Linked DNA regions of Mus musculus: region 2 is linked to region 1. Evidence: chromatin contacts called from public HiChIP or PLAC-seq data. All regions are on one chromosome and are shown on one strand. Each heading gives the region's core, a stretch centred on a gene start, on an enhancer-like site or on the middle of the called end of the contact. The rest is flanking DNA. Distances are from core to core; before and after follow the strand shown.

What was found. HiChIP or PLAC-seq counts read pairs in DNA pulled down with a chosen protein or histone mark.
Region 2: a contact with region 1 is called in an H3K4me3 HiChIP or PLAC-seq map of the SCID.adh cell line, with 18 read pairs. The contact joins the enhancer-like site here to the promoter of Taok2 in region 1. A contact is called at or near these places in 7 of 39 promoter capture datasets (the 3T3-L1 cell line, 3T3-L1-derived adipocytes, embryonic stem cells and 3 more), 2 of 484 Hi-C or Micro-C datasets (the G1E-ER4 cell line and bone marrow-derived macrophages), 15 of 115 datasets of contacts at active chromatin or transcription factors (the 230-238 cell line, the HPC-7 cell line, the SCID.adh cell line and 10 more) and 4 of 9 other capture datasets (adipose tissue, bone marrow-derived macrophages, liver and 1 more).

The regions. Positions count from the first base shown.
Region 1 is chr7:126,882,921-126,888,386 of GRCm38.p6, reverse strand. Taok2 (TAO kinase 2) reads left to right here and starts at 3,420. Exons shown (of 16, transcript NM_001163775.2): 1 at 3,420-4,481. Tmem219 (transmembrane protein 219) reads left to right here. Exons shown (of 6, transcript NM_026827.1): 6 at 2,072-2,168.
Region 2 is chr7:126,996,496-127,001,961 of GRCm38.p6, reverse strand. It overlaps Mvp (major vault protein), which reads left to right. Exons shown (of 15, transcript NM_080638.3): 2 at 4-153; 3 at 287-482; 4 at 3,366-3,489; 5 at 3,605-3,736. Among named protein-coding and RNA genes, the nearest start is that of Mvp, 15 kb to the left of the region's middle. Within about 2 kb of position 2,226, at least 21 of the 459 cell types and tissues checked have an H3K27ac peak or open chromatin away from gene starts, as enhancers often do. A contact at or near this core is called in the SCID.adh cell line, where this site is marked.

The DNA of each region.
Region 1 (5,466 bases), core at 2,171-4,670:
GCTGGGTTATGGTGGCACACACCTTGGATCCCCAAACTGAGGGGCATTTGGATCTCTGAGTTCGAGGCCAGCCTGGTCTGCAGAGCAAGTTCCAGGACAGTCAGGGCTACACAGACAAACCCTGCCTTGACAAAAGAAAAGAAAAAAAAAAAAAAAAAAAAAAAGGAAGAAGAAGAAGAAGAAGAAAACGAAAAGGAAAGATTGTTTTTCCCACATTCCTTGATAGCACCCTTGCTCTCCCTGTGAGCCATTCTCCTGCTTTATCCTGTTCAGTTATACAACTGATCATGGCAACTGTGTGATTAGTGACCGACAGGGTCAGAGTCAAGGAAGTCTATTGGAGGTGTGATTGATTATTGAAGCGAAAGCTCTCTCTAAGCATGGATATCGTTTGCTTTTATTTGTATTTTCATTTTTTAACTCCCTAAGGCCCCACTCTTCCATTTTTTTAAAGATTTACTTTTATTTATGTATATATGTGTGTGCCTGCAAGAGTTTATATGCATCATGTGTGCACAGGTGCCCAAGGAAGGCAGAAGAAGGTGGTAGATCCCTTAGCCCTTAGTGCTGGAGTTAGAGATGGTTTTCAGCTGCCAGATGTGGTTGCTGGAAATCAGTTCTGTTCAAGAGCAGTAAGTGCTTTTAACACAGAGCCACCTGGGCCTCCTTTTACTTTTTTTTGTTTGTTTGTTCTGAAACATGGTCTCATTTGTAGCCCCAGTGACCTGACGCACTGTGTAAACCAAGCTGACCTCAAAATCAGCGATCTACCTACCTCTGCCTCCCAAGTGCTGTGATTAAAGACTTGTACTAACACCACACAGGGCCTTATTTTTTAACTAGATATGCTTTCATACATATCTTCTGTGACTGATGTCTTCCAAGTAGTGTTCTGATTGTCAGACTCAGTGGAGCTGAACTTCACACGCCCACATGTCAGCAATGATGAATTAGGGAGCTCACATGTGATGATCTGCCCTAAATATGGAGTCTTCATTTTTTTTCCCTGAAACTTATTTAATATTTACTTACTCATTTTGAGACAGGATCTCATTGTGTAGTCCCGGCTGGCCTGAAGCTGGCTACGTAAGCCAGACTGGCTCCAAAGTTCCACTTGCTTCTGTTTCCTGAGTGCTGGGATTAAAGGCATGCACTACCACCCCTGGCAAAATTATTATTTTTTAAGTTTATTTATTTATTTGAGGAGGAGCCATGAATTTGTGTTTATGGAACAGCACATGTTTGGAAGTCATTCTCTCTTTCCATCCTGTGTATCCTGGGATTCAAACTCAAGTTGTCAGCCGAGTGACAGAGCCATCCGTTGGCCCTCCTGGAATTCTACTCAGACAGCTCCAGTGGATCTACTGAATGGGGATCCCTGGTACTGGTGTCTACTCTGCCAAAGCGCTTTATGCCTTCACTCAGTCACCAGGGCACATAGAAAACCGTTTTCTCTGCTAACTAGATCTTTGGAGGGAAAGAGCTTGGCAAATGTAGTAGATGAGGTCCTCATAGTACTAATACTACTAATTTACAACATCTCTCTTAGTGAATAAAAGCAATCCAGAACAGCTCTTCATCTTCTCTCTCTCTCTCTCTCTCTCTCTCTCTCTCTCTCTCTCACACACACACACACACACACACACACACACACACACACACACACACACGTTTGAGAGCTGCATGCTTTTCGTCCTGCTCCTAAGCCCTCCCCAGGTTCTGCTGGCCTCTGTGTGCTAGGACATCTCTGTGGGAGAAGCTGAAACAGCCTAGACTGTGGAATGAATCCAGCCCAGAGGAACTGGAAGCTCAGAGAACACTGCTAATTTTCCTTTGGGCCAGGCCTCACCACCCATCTTTTTACAATAGGAAACAGTGGAGCCTATTCACTCGGAAGTGGGAAAAGGCATCTAGCTTTTTGGCTGCTGGTTGATCCTAGAGTTCCAAGGCTACCCCAGTGGGATTGAGTGCCAGAACCTATCCCTAGATGTCGCTTCCTCTGATTTTTGAATCCTTGCAGAAATTCATCCAGGGGTTTTCTTACCTGTCCTGTTTTCTTCCTTTTCTCCAGGTACAGGTCAAGTTCTTGGGGCCCACTTCTGAGTTTAGAAGACCTATTACAAAAAGTGAAGAACTAGACTGTGGGAAAATAAATGGCTTTTGACTACTATTGTGTAAGGTACTTACTGGGGATTGGATTAAAGTAAATACTGGGGACTTTTCCTTGTTGACGTAAAAGAATTTTTTTGTTTTGTTTTTCGAGACAGTTTCTCTATGTATCCCTGGCTGTTCTGGAACTTACTTTGCAGACCAAGCTGGCCTAGAACTCAGAGATCCTCCTGCCTTTGCCTCCTAAGTGCTGGGATGAAAGGCACATGCCACCACTCCATGGGGGCTTTTCTTTCTTATTGGGTGTGCTCATGCCATGGCCCGTGCATGGGGGTCCCAGAGCAGTTGTGCTCTCTTCCTCAACCCTTGCATGGGTTCAGGGGATAGAACACAGGTTACCAGCCTTTTCTCAGCAAGCACATACTTAGTCATTTTGCTCCTGTCCAATTTTGTGGCACTGTGGGTTGAATGTAGAGCCTCGCCTACACTAGGCAGGCAAGCACTCTACCACTGAACAGGCTCCCCAGCCTTGTTTTGTCACGTCTCACTATAGAGCCCTAGCTGGCTTCAAATTCAGAGATCTGCCTGCCTCTACCTCTCAAGTTGCTGGGATGAAAAGCCTGGGCCCCCTGGCCTGGAACTCAAAATCTTTGGATGTCACCCTCTCTAGTTTCCTGATGATTAGCGTCTTGTTACCCTTGTTGACCTTAGTTTGAAATACAAGTTGGCATAGGTCACTTAAAACTGTGGCCGTGTTGGTGGATTTGCTTTGGAAAATATTTGTGGTTTTTTGTTCTTTGTTTGTTTGTGTGTCTGTTTGTTTTTTGTTTTTGATACTGGAACTCCATTAGGTTACATACCCTGCAGAACTGGTATCCTCCTGCCTCAGCCTCAGCTTGCTGAGTGCTGGAATTGTAAGCATTAATCTAGCACTATATACTCTTTAGACACACTGTGAACACAACTGTGCTACTTTGTCATTTGTTTTCTTCCATGAACTTAAATTGATGTTCTGTGTATGAAATGCTTAATGCGTTTTGGCAAGTTATACAATCCTACTGGACCTCAATTTTCCAGTAGGGATTTGACCCATTGGGTTTTCCGAACTTTGGCACATCGTTCTCGCACTTGGGAGCTCAGGTTTAGTTTAGATACTTGTGAACATAATAATGGTCCGGTTTCCCGCCTTTCCGGCGCCCAGCTGCCAGCAGCCTTGCTTTACTCCTTTCAGCCTTTACCCTGCACGCAGGCGCAGACCACAGCTTTCCTTCCTAGAGCACCCCCTCAGAGCTTCCCCTAGCAACAGGCTCAGTCGCAGCGCGAAAGCGTGGCGGGCGCATGCGCCACAGCTCTCTCCACCAGCAGTCCTTGGACCGCGCGCTTGGGCTCCACCCCAAGCAAGCCAAGCCTTTCTCCTCTCCTCTTCCCACCAAGGATCCGCGTGGCGGGGCGCGCGCGCACTTGGGCTCGAAGGCAGCTTGTCGTCTGGGCCGCGGCGGCTACTGGCGAGGGGCGGGGCTATTTCCTTTGGGGCCCCACCCCTTTGGCCCGGCGTGCATACCGCGCCTGCGCGCTCCCGCCCGGTCTCCATCTTGGAATTGGGAGGAAGAGAGAGAGGGAGAGAGAGGGAGGCCGGGACGAGAGCAGGGCTGTGGTGCGGTGAGAAGCTGAGACGAAAAGGAAAGGGAGTGAGGCACAGGGACCATCAGCAGCGCCTCCGCTACAGTCCTTCAGCTGTTCCGGAGAGAGAGGACGGGAAAGGGAGTAGGCCAGGGCTGGAGTAGGGGCTGTCACTCTCGGACCCCAGCCTTAGAGGGGCCGTGCAGCCGGGCGTCCTCGGGGTGGGCCCCTTGTCGTGGCCGAAGACCTGGGGCTCAGGCCCCTGGGTCCCAAATTTTGGGGCTTGGTCCCTTGTTTCTCAGATACCCAGGTATCAAACCCTCGTATATCAGATATCTGGGACCCAAAGTCCCAACCTTTACAAACCTGGGTCTCTGTTTTATAGAATTTAAAATACCTGGGATTCAGGACCCTGTGTGCACCAATATCCGGGGTTCATCCTCCAAGCGATCAGATATCGGACTCATTTTTAGCCCTTGCAAATATACGGGGCTCAGACCCCACAATCGGAAATCCGGGATTCAGCAACTGTCGCCCTCGAGTTGGGGGAGGACTGGACCGCGAGGTCAGATCAGGTTGTCACCCCCTCCCCTCCAGGGGAGGCTTCCCGGGCCCGCCCCTCAGGAAGGGCGAAAGCTGAGGAAGAGGTGGCGAGGGGGAAGGTCTCCTTGCCCCTCTCCCTGCTTGTCAGAGCAACTGGAGTACCCCAGGCGGAAGCGGAGGCGCTGGGGCACCATAGTGACCCCTACCAGGTGAGAGACATGGGTGTATGGGCATGAGCCCCTCTGGTCAGCTCCATGCCGAGAAGCTGGGGCTGGGTAGGCCCTCTCCTCAGGATAGGGATTCCTGTTGGGCCCATGGTCAGTCTCTGGCCAGCCCAGTCTGCTTCTGTTGCTACCTCTTCTCCCTTTCTCTTGCCTTCATTGTGTCTGGTTGAAGGGGTACTCTCAGGTGACAGGGCCTGTCTTGTCACCAAGGGTCACGCCCTAGGATGCTTAGCCAATCAAATGGCTTTCCACCTTTCTAGTCTTTATTAATTTTGCCCTCACAACCACCTCTTCATGATTTTATTATACTCTTTTTTTTTTTTTTTCCCCAAGACTGCTCTAGGGTGTTGATTCCCATGTAGGTGGACTGGCTTATTTATTTATTTAGATTGAGACAGCCTTTCTGTAGCCCTGGGTGGTCGATCTGGCCCTGGAGTCCAGTCTTTAACCTCTTTACAGTTTTGACTACAGGTGCAAGCCACCACACTGGGAACTTATATTTTTTTCTGGCTTGGTTTAGTTGGAGTTTTTGTCCTTGCAAAGGTGTGTGTGTGTGTGTGTGTGTGTGTGAGGGGGTAATATTTCCTCCAGCCCTGTCTCTTGCTGAGATGGTGTAAATAATCTCATATATTTGTCAAGTGACCTATCCTTTACAGAGCGCTTTTGCATACATTTTTTTCCATACTACATACTCCTACTCAACCTGTGGGAACTCTTATTATTGTCTTCCCATTTTACAGTTGAAAACATTGATGCTCAGCAAAGTTGTTCAAGGTCACTGAGTGACAGATTCAGGATTTTAACTCAAGTCTTGTCCCTGACTGGATACCCACTTCTTCTGAGCCTGGGCTTGATGAGGGACCCGCGGGGGAATGTATCAGGGTGAGGTTTAGAAATTGGGGGTGTAATGATCTTCCTCTCCAGAAGGAGCTTTTCCTGAGAGGAAGCTCTGCTTTGTGCTCTTCCTCAT
Region 2 (5,466 bases), core at 977-3,476, 110 kb before region 1:
CAGGTTAGGCCGGGGCTTGGGATTCACCATGGCAACTGAAGAGGCCATCATCCGCATCCCCCCATACCACTACATCCATGTGCTGGACCAGAACAGTAATGTGTCCCGTGTAGAGGTTGGACCAAAGACCTACATCCGGCAGGACAATGAGAGGTTGGTGTAGAGCTGTCCCAGCCTGGCTGGTGGGAATGACCCTCATCTGGGTGGCCGGGAGGTTTCTCTTGCTTTTACTGTCTCCTTTGGAACATCATCCTGGCTCCTCACGCCCCTTCTTATCTTACAACAGGGTACTGTTTGCCCCAGTTCGCATGGTGACGGTCCCACCACGCCACTACTGCATAGTGGCCAACCCTGTGTCCCGGGACGCCCAGAGTTCTGTGTTGTTTGACGTCACAGGACAAGTCCGGCTCCGGCACGCTGACCAGGAGATCCGACTAGCCCAGGACCCCTTCCCTCTGTACCCAGGGGAGCTGCTGGAAAAGGTACCTTGCTTTCCTCTCTTGAGGCAGACGCTGCCTGCTCTGCGGCGGCTCCCGTAGGAAGGGCTGAGGAGGTAGCTATGGATTCTTATCAGGGGCAAAGACGACTCACAGTCCTTCCATTCTAACTCCCCTGCTCTCCCCACACACCTCAGACAGACTTACACTAGCTCACAATATCCATGCCTATATGCCTGGGAATGTTGCCATGCAGACATGGACCACCATCATAGCCAGACCCTCATCCATTTGCCCCATCGCTTGAGCTCCCAAGCAAGGGAGTCTACCAAGTTTTTAAAATAGTTCTAACTCTACCTGCTTGGTATTTTATGCTTTTAAAGTGACTTTATCCACTGGCCAGTGCCTTTTCTGTTATCGTTACATTGTATCTCCTTATTTCATGGGGGCAGGGGCAGGGCATGCACACCTGCTACAGACCTGCATGCGGAGGTCAGAGGACAGCTTGCAGGGGTCAGTGCTGTCCTTCCACCATGTGGGTCCTGGGGTTGAACTCAGGTCACCAGGCTTGGCAGCAAGGGCCATCACCATTGAGCAGTCTTGCCAGCTCACTCTTAAATTTTCCTTTTTTTTTTTCCCCAGTGCTAAGGATAGAACCTAGTTCATTGTGTATGCTAGGCAAGTGCTCTATATCTGTAAATCCTAATGGGTGCTTCTTGCTCTTGAGAGCCTAATAGCATAACTCTGGGTGTGTCCACGGCTGGGGAGAAAGACAATAGAAGTAACCAGGGGTCAGTGAGATGGTCCAGAAGAACTTGCTGCATAAGCCTGACAACCTGAGATCAGTGCCCCAGACCCGTGCCTGTGCTGGGAAGAGAGAACCCAGCTCCCGAGCATTTTCCTCAGACTTCCAAACATGCATGGTAATTCATGTGTAGCTACACATACACACATGAATACATAAAGTGAAAATTTTAATGAAACAATAAATAACGAGGACAAAGCAATCCTAGAAAGAATCCGTGAAGCCGGGCAGTGGTGACGCACGCCTTTAGTCCCAGCACTCGGGAGGCACAGGCAGGCGGATTTCTGAGTTCAAGGCCAGCCTGGTCTACAGAGTGAGCTCCAGGACAGCCAGGGCTACATAATGAAATCCTGTCTAGAAACCCTCCCACCACCACCACCACCACCCCACCCTGCTGCAGAGAGAGAGAGAAGGAGAGGGAGCTATCTGCCTATCTATCTATCTATCTATCTATCTATCCATCCATCCATCCATCCATCCATCTATTTATTTATTTATTTATTTATTTATTATATGTAAGTACACTGTAGCTGTCTTCAGATCTCATTATGGGTGGTTGTGAGCCACCATGTGGTTGCTGGGATTTGAACTCAGGACCTCTGGAAGAGCAATCAGTGCTCTTAACCGCTGAGCCATCTCACCAGCCCCCTTATTTATTTATTTTATGTGAGTGCACTGTTGCTCTCTTCAGACACACCAGAAGAGGGTATCAGATCTCATTACAGATGGCTGTGAGCCACCATGTGGTTGCTGGAAATTGAACTCAGGACTTCTGCTGAGCCATCTCTCCAGCCCAGCTCTGTTCTTTCTAAGTTTCAGTATTGGTTCAAGATACCACCAGGCGAAGGAGTGCCTAAGCTAGACGAATGAACGGAAGAAACAGTGGGGGCAGCCAGTTGTCACTGTCATCCTAGTCACTTAGGCAGGGAGCAGGCCAGGGAGGTGCCGTGGCTCTGTGATGCAGCAGACAGGAAATGACAGCGAGGTGTGTGGACATGTGCCTTAGAGAGCAGAGGCAGGAAGATGGTGATCTTGAGGCAAGTCTAGGTTAGACAGAAGCCGATCGGGAGATCTGTTTTCTCCATCCCAGAGTGAGGCCAGGAGATAAAGTGGCTGCCCACCTCTACAGCGCAGACCTACACGGGGAATACGGGCATCACTCGGGTGAATGTCCTGACACTATTCTTTAACAGCTTTGTAGGCTAGTTCAGCTCACACGTATCTGCTCATCTTTCCTGCCTCGTTTAGAATATTTTCAGAGACCAAATCTAGTCATTTTTATAAACTTTTAGGTTCATCTGCTTTTGTAAGGCCTCCCCTTCCTACGAGCACAAGGCAATACTGAAAGCAAAGCTACAAGATTAAAACCTGCATTTTACACCCCTTTATTCCGTCCTCCTTTCTCTTTTTTGCTTTTTGGGGGCACGGTTGCATGTAGCCCAAGCTGACTTAGAACTTGCTGTGCAATTCCATCCCTGCTTCGCCTGTTGGCGTTTATCAGGTGCTGTGATTATAGGCGTGTGCCACTACACCCCGCTTTATGTTTGAATTTCAAATCCTTCCTAGTTCAGTGATTCTCAGTCTTCCTAATGCTGCCGCCCTATACAGTCCCTCATGTTGTGGTGATCCCCAAATCGCTACTTCATAACTACTCTTTTGAATCCTAATATACATCTCTGATATGTAACCCCGGAGGGGTCATGACCCACAGGCTAAGAACCCCTGTTCTAGCACATCAGTGTGAACCAGGTCCTGCAGGTGGTGTTCGGCTGCCTAAATGTCTCTCCCAGTTTCCCACTAGGTCCCCTCCTTACACTTGTCCTCGACAGTCAGAAGAGAGTGCCCTTGGCTCAGGAGCAGTGACATCCTCCTTAGTTCTTCAGACCTGGTGGCCCTGGGCCCACTCCTACCTTGTATATCACACTAGGATTTTAATGGAGATACACAAAGATGGCTGGGTGTGTGGCTCGGTGGGAGAACACTTGCTCAGCATTCACAAGGCCCTGTTCTGATCCACAGCAGTGTGGACCTCTCAGAGACTGGTGCTGTGGCTCTGGTCTCCAAGTATCAGGTTTGAGCTCGGAATCACAGCTTGAACACTCATGACCCTTCTTTCCCTGCAGGACATCACCCCGCTGCAGGTGGTTCTGCCCAACACTGCCCTGCATCTGAAGGCATTGCTGGACTTTGAAGATAAGAATGGAGACAAGGTCATGGCAGGAGACGAGTGGCTGTTTGAGGGACCTGGTGAGTTCTGTCCCCATCTCTTGGTGCTTGTCTGGGCCGGGGCTTCCTGCCTTTCTCCCATAACCCTGACATCTTTGGCTGTGAGCATCAGCTGTCTCCTCCTCTCCTTCCCCAGGCACCTACATCCCACAGAAGGAGGTGGAAGTCGTGGAGATCATTCAGGCCACAGTCATCAAACAGAACCAAGCTCTGCGGCTCAGGGCCCGCAAGGAATGCTTTGACCGGGATGGCAAGGAACGGGTGACAGGTGGGAATGACTGCAGCACTGTGGTGGATGGGCAGGCAGGAAGGAGGGAGGGCCTGCAGGGAAAGCAAGAGGAACCACGTGAAGCCAGAGAAGTGAGGTGTGTGTGTATGTGTTTTGTTTTTGTTTTGTTTTGTTTTTGAGACAGAGTTTTTCTGTGTAGACCAGGCTGGCCTGGAACTCAGAGATTGCCTGCCTCTACCTCCCAAGGGCTGGGATTAAAGGTGTTTACCAGTACTGCCCAGCATATGTCTGTCTTCCATTGTTTGTTTATGTTGTTGTTTTAAAGATTTAAAATATATATTTATATAATTACCTTATTTTTATGTGTATAAGTGTTTTGTATGTCTGTATGTCTGTATGCACCACTTTGTGTCTGGTGCCCATGGAGGCCACAAGAGGGTGACAGATCCCTGGAACTGGAGTTATAGACAGTTGTGAGCCACCATGCGGGTGCTGGGAACTGAACCCCGGTCCTCTGGAAGAACAGCCAATGTTCTTAACCACTGAGCCATCTTCCCAGGTCTGTTCCTTTTGAGACAGTGTCTCATGTAGCTCTGACTGACCTGGTATTCAATGTGTAGTGCATGATGGCTTCAAACTCATGGTAATCCTTCTGCCTCAGCCTTCCGAGTCCTGGGAGTATAAATGCATTCCCACGCCTGATTTCTCCCAGTCTCTCCTGAGGTCTACCAGCTGCATCTTGCACACGCACTTCCATGCTAGCCTTGAGCCTGCATTCACACCATGATAGCGTCTTACTGTCCCCACTCTGTAACATAAACTGTGGGCACTGGACACATGTTACCTGGTTCTAGATCAAAGGTGAGATATTCACATACATTCAAGATGATAGATGGTATTTTATTTAGTCCCCTGACAAGTGTGAGACTCTTTTTTTTTTAAGATTTATTTATTTATTTATTTATTTATTTATTTATTTATTTATTTATTATAAGTACACTGTAGCTGTCCTCAGACACTCCAGAAGAGGGAGTCAGATCTCGTTAAGGATGGTTGTGAGCCACCATGTGGTTGCTGGGATTTGAACTCCTGACCTTCGGAAGAGCAGTCGGGTGCTCTTACCCACTGAGCCATCTCACCAGCCCAAGAGTGAGACTCTTACTGTTCCCATTTATCCACAGCAAGACTGACGCACTTTTGTAGGGTATGTGGCCATGCAGGGCAAGACTGTGATTTGCTACTGGGCAATGACTTTCTCAGGTCTATGAGAGGCCCTTTTACCCATTGCAGGAGCATGAAAAATTAGTCTTTGGTGCTTAGAGACAACATCGCAGGGTGCACCTGTAGCACTGATGTGACATTCTAGAAGGCCCTTTGTGGTTTTTGACTTTTGAGATAGGTTTCTTTCCCTGCATAGCCCAGGTTGGCCAAAAACTCCCTATCCTACAACATCAATCTCCTGAATGCTGCGATTATGGGTATGTGCCACCATGCCCAGCCTCTAAAAGTTTTATAGGTTTGTTTTGTTTTTGTTCTTGTTCTTGTTCTTGTTTTTAAAGATTTATTATATGTAAGTACACTGTAGCTGCCTTCAGACACTCCAGAAGAGGGCGCCAGATCTTGTTATGGGTGGTTGTAAGCCACCATGTGGTTCCTGGGAATTGAACTCAGGAACTTCGGAAGAGCAGTCAGTACTCTTAACCGCTGAGTCATCTCTCCAGCCCCCTGTTTTTGTTTTTGTTTTTAATTCTTCTGGGAAAGAGGTTAGT